Linked DNA regions of Ovis aries: region 2 is linked to region 1. Evidence: chromatin contacts called from public Hi-C data. All regions are on one chromosome and are shown on one strand. The core of a region is the stretch at or near the end of the contact, and the rest is flanking DNA. Distances in the headings are between cores, read along the strand shown. Region 1 overlaps LIAS (lipoic acid synthetase). Region 2 has its middle 34 kb from the start of SMIM14.

The links. Hi-C and Micro-C count contacts between places; a contact is called where the count stands out from the background.
Region 2: a contact with region 1 is called in a Hi-C map of liver, with 6 times the contacts expected there. The contact joins two enhancer-like sites. A contact is called at or near these places in 9 of 16 Hi-C or Micro-C datasets (blood, hypothalamus, liver and 3 more).

Annotation. Positions count from the first base shown.
Region 1 is chr6:59,309,819-59,312,518 of ARS-UI_Ramb_v3.0, forward strand. It overlaps LIAS (lipoic acid synthetase), which reads left to right. Exons shown (of 10, transcript XM_042251319.1): 7 at 1,760-1,905; 8 at 2,558-2,628. Among named protein-coding and RNA genes, the nearest start is that of RPL9, 12 kb to the left of the region's middle. Within about 2 kb of position 1,378, at least 7 of the 54 cell types and tissues checked have an H3K27ac peak or open chromatin away from gene starts, as enhancers often do. A contact at or near this core is called in liver, where this site is marked.
Region 2 is chr6:59,459,285-59,461,984 of ARS-UI_Ramb_v3.0, forward strand. No RefSeq gene overlaps it. Among named protein-coding and RNA genes, the nearest start is that of SMIM14, 34 kb to the left of the region's middle. Within about 2 kb of position 1,252, at least 9 of the 54 cell types and tissues checked have an H3K27ac peak or open chromatin away from gene starts, as enhancers often do. A contact at or near this core is called in liver, where this site is marked.

The DNA of each region.
Region 1 (2,700 bases), core at 128-2,627:
CACCCCTGATTTCCGAGGAGATCTTAAAGCGATAGAGAAAGTTGCCCTGTCAGGATTAGATGTATACGCACATAATGTAGAAACAGTTCCAGAATTACAGAGGTGATTTCATGTATGGAGTAATGTTGGGAAGTTTGGAGGGTCAAATCTGCTATACTTTCTTTCAGGGGAGAAGATTGTAATTTTATAAAGTGAACTCTCTTTAAACAAAACTGTGTTTTTTAAAAAATATATATATGTCTAGTACAGAAATATTAGAAAATATAGACAACAAAAAGAGTGTAGACATCATCCATATTTCCACCTGGTAATATCAGTTACTTACATCTCAGTGTCTATATACTTACATATTTATGCATGTGTGTATATGTTTTGGTATACGCATACAAACATAACTAGCATCTTTTTTTCTTTCCTTTTTTTGGTAAAGTATTGCAAGTGCTGATGAGCTGGGTTTTTTTCCCAAAGAACAATTTTCAAAAAGAAACATATTACAAAAGAGCAATTGATTGTAGTTCTAAAAAAGGACATATAACAATGCATTTGACAATAATATATACAGTAAGTGATGCTGAAAAAAAATGGTATCATTCAGATGTATTTTAAGTCTCTTTTAAAAAAGTAGGTACTGTGCTTTCTTACTCTTCCTAGTAATTTTAGTAGTTAAGAATAATTATAGATTGTTATTCTGTATCAATAACTATTCGTATTTCAGAAAAATAAAAAATTTCAGGCAAGATTATACATTCATTTTCATTATTTTAGTAAAGCATTTGGTAGTGATTTTATTAGGTTCTACACGTTATTCTGTGTCAGAAGTATGATAAACAACAACCAGCATTTCTACTAAATCATAACTGTATTAGGGAGCATAATTTAAATTCAGTGGATAAATACTTTCAAAAAGTATTTTCCTTATTATCAGTATTGTGGTTACTTTTAAATTCATAAATTTGTTCCCTCTCCTCCTGTGTGAACTGGTCTCTGATTAAAAATAGCAACCATAACAACAGATCAGTTACACAGAATAAAGGTACATTAGAGTTCAAATCAATGCAATTTAACGTCAGCAACTGTGTCCTTTGGGCCTTTATCCATTTAAAACTTGGTGGTTTGTCCCCTGTTGAAGTCAAGCACACAGCCTGTTCCAGCCTTGTCATATCTTATGATCCCACCACCAGTGGGTGCCAGTTTCTCTGTTTTCATTTAAAAAACATTATCCTTTCCAGTGAAAATTCCAGAATAGTGCTTTTTTTTTTTTTTAAACCTAAGAAATGTCAATGCTGTGAGTTACCAGCAGAGGGCAGCTTAGTCTTTAGAAAAGAAATGAACATAGAAGTTTCAGTCCTCTGAAATGGTTCAGGTTAAACAGTTTTTTCTTTGTTCAGTATCGAAATTTTCTTCCATGTTTCCCCCTTCTCTCAGTTACCCTTATAACCACTCATTCTCCGGCTGAAGAATCCTGGTTTCTCAATAAGTAATTCATAAACTGAATTACTTCATTCATGACTTCTGTTCTCATTTTCCCTGCCCCAGGCTTGAAAGGCCTGAAAAGTCAACAGAACTGGGGGCCTAGTGAAGCCTTATTTTCTTTCCCAAAGTAACAGTTAGACATTTGTGCACAAATGCTGCCATTGACCCATATGATGCAGCGTGATGTCCAGAATGTACCTTCCTGGTGTTTCAGCTTGCTTGCATAATTATGTACTTAGTTGAGTTTGTGGTTATTCTTGCTGACAACAGCTCTGCTGTTTTCAAGGAAAGTTCGTGATCCCCGGGCCAATTTTGACCAGTCTCTACGCGTACTAAAACATGCCAAGGAGGTTCGACCTGATGTTATTTCTAAAACATCTATTATGTTGGGTTTAGGTGAGAATGATGACCAAGTATATGCCACGATGAAAGGTAAAGAAATTGAAAAATGAAAACTCTTTTCCATTTAACTTGAGTGATAGCAGGAATCCCACTTTGGAAGACCTGGTATGCTTTCTCCATAGTCTCAGTGAAAGTGCTAGTGAGAACAAAAATTTAGGATGTGGTTATAAACAGCAGCATAGAAAGGAAAGGAAGAATGTTTTCTTAAAACTTTATGGAATGATGTACAGGATGCTTAGAATGTGGAATTTGCATTCCATTTTATTCCTTACCCTTTCATCAACTAAAAACATGATTTTGTCTGCTTTTCTTGTCCAGTCAAGACAATTTTTGAGTGCTAGCCAGGTACCAGGAGCTCTGTCAACCACTGACAGCTCAAAGATGACTAAGATGAATCCAGGCCTTTGAGAAAGTGCTTACTTACAGCATTGTTACATAGCATGGTGTGCTTTTGACTTTTAGTCTATTAAATCTGTTTGCTTTGCAATTCTTGAGCTTCTTAAATTTTAAAATATAAAAGCTTTTATTTTACCTGAAGGCCCTTGGCGAACTTGCAGTTATCTATTGGTTCGAAGAGTAATAAGTTCAAATAATAATTAAAAGCTACTCTTTACAGCAATGCATACAGATAGCACTGTAAAAAAAAAATCTGCTCATGTAATGTGTGCTTTTCTTCCTATAGCTCTTCGTGAGGCAGATGTGGACTGTTTGACTTTAGGACAATATATGCAGCCAACAAAGCGCCACCTTAAGGTACAACTACCATAGGTTGCCAAATGTTTCTTGGCAGTTTGAATTAAATCTTTATTTTCTATAGGTAAAATT
Region 2 (2,700 bases), core at 2-2,501, 150 kb after region 1:
CTTTCAGTTCCTGTTTCCTTTTCTAAGTTGACTTCAGAAATAGACTAGTATTAATAGAATCCAATCTCAAGATGCCTCTTTAAATTTATATCACAACCAGCAGCCAGCCAGCTCTGTGCTGCTTCCTTCTGGATCCCTTTAATTGTCAAGAATTAAAAGGTGAAGAAGGTATTCTTTCAGAGAAAGAGAAAACGAAACAAAGCAAAATCACCAGCAACCAAACAACAAATGAACCTCAAGTTATTGTGAAGCCTTAAGTTCCAAATGTTAAATTTTTTAAAAAGCCTCTAACCACACTGCTGCTGCTAAGTCACTTCAGTCATGTCCGACTCTGTGAGACCCCATAGACGGCAGCCCACCAGGCTCCCCCGTCCCTGGGATTCTCCAGGCAAGAACATTGGAGTGGGTTACCATTTCCTTCTCCAATGCATGAAAGTGAAAAGTGAAAGTGAAGTCGCTCAGTCGTGTCCGACTCTTTGTGATCCCGTGGACTGCAGCTTACCAGGCTCCTCCGTCCATGGGATTCTCCAGGCAAGAGTACTGGAGTGGGGTGCCATGGCCTTCTTCGTCTAACCACACAGTCTAGGCCAGTTTTGTTCTCTGTCACTCACAGTCCCCTCAATTCCTTTCTAAGTCTCAAAATGAAGCATTCAGATACATAATTATCTAGGGAGATATAAGTAGGAAATTTGTCACTTTTCTTCCAACGAGCAGTACTATCAAAACAGCACTTACGTTTTCAGGGAAACTCCAAACCCCCTCCCTAATCCTTGTCTTCATTTTGGATTCTGACACATCCCTAGCATCCTCTCTGCAAAGTGCAGTTGAGAGAAATAGGATGGGTGAAAAAGGTTGGAAAGGGAAGCCCACACAGACCTAGAGAGCCAGTGACTAATTGTAAATCAGGATTTTTCAATACAACATGACAAAGAGTTGTGACGTTGAAAATACTTCCCATATATTACTCTGTATAAAAGAAACTTGCTTTGACCTCATTTTCTTCCCATTATCCCTCTTCTGCTTTATCACCTATTGCAGGTTTTTTGTTTCTGTCTTCTTTCTATTGAATTTACATTTTTTCATAGTGTCCTTTATACATTAGTTCTCCTTTTCCCTTTTCTTTGCACTGCTTAGTATATTGTACAAATGTATATTTTAAAGTTTCTCATACTTTTTGTTCTTGAATAGAAATTGGGCAAGAGGAGGAGTTTATGATACAAGAAATTTGTGGTAGAGTCATTGTCCGCCTCGGTAGTGAAATAGTGCCTTCTAGTGTTTACAATAACACTTTCTGTTTGCACCATTTCATCTGAAAAGCAAAAGTATTATTTTGTAATACTTTTGCATTTTATAATTTTCCTACCGTATTTTAAAATATATAGCTGGCATTATTATCTTTATTTTGGAGATTTAAAAACCAGAATCATAAAACATTTATTTAATGCTGACTTGATGATAGCACTTAGACCAAACATACGAAAGGATTAGAAAAATGTATTCTGTTCAATGGATTCCCCATCCAGCTGCCAGCAGTCACCAACCAGTCACGAGACAGATCATGGGTATGATTCACGATACTGCCAAGTCCACTAAAAATGCCATAGACAGAGAGCTGCAAAAGCTGGTTGAAGGCAACATAAACAGGAAATGTTACAAAAGAGTTGCTCAAACTTTCTATCCTTCAAGGTAACACTTTTAGGAATGAGTTGATCGACATGTATTCTTTGGTTCTGCTGCTCCTGAGTCCCCTCACTTTCTCCTGGAACTAGCCATGTTGTTTTAGAGAAAAGCAGCACTCTCAGAGAGGCAGATACATTCTTAAGAGGTTTATCAGATGTGAGAAGTTAGCTGTTGCCTAGTATTTCCCAACTTCTTGTGGATTTGCATAAGCATTCCCCGAAATAGATTTTTATTTGTTGACTATTCTGAAGATGTGAAGAATAAGTAAGTACACATGTATATCTATGGTATGATATTAGTGTCCTTATGAGAAACAGAACCGTTAAGATGTGTGTGTGTATTTATAATTATAAAGAGAATTATTACAAGGAATCAGCTCACATGATTGTGGGAGCTGAGAAGTCTCAAGATCTGGAGGGTAAGTATTTAAGCTGGAAGCCCAGGAGAGCTGATGTACTTCTAGTCCAAGTTGAAAGGAACAGAACCAGGAGAGTTAACATTTCAGTTCCAGTCCAAAGGCTGGCAGGCTTGAGAACCATAAAGAGTTGACATTTCAGTCTCAAGGTAGGAAAAAATCTCTCTGACTTGCAGGAATATCAGCCTTTTAATCTAGTCAGTCCTTCAGCTGATTAGATAAGGCCCACTCTCTCAATTAGGGGGAAATCTGCTTTACTTAATCTACTGACTCAAATATTAATCTCACCCGGAAACACCCTCACATACACACCCAGAATAATGCTTGACCAAATATCTGGGCACCCTATGGCCCCGCCAAATAGAGGTATAGAATTGAGCATCACAGGTATTATCAACATATACAAATTAAAATATGTTTATTTCTTTGTCCTGCATACTCCTTAAAATGTTTTGAGAACCATGGCTTTAGAACAAGGGTATGACTCCAGTATTTGTATCTTATTACTTCCTTTACTCAAAGTAGCATACTGTACAGTCTCTATATGAGTTATTATAGACAGCACCCTTGCTTTGCAAATAACTATTACTACAAGGAATATGAAG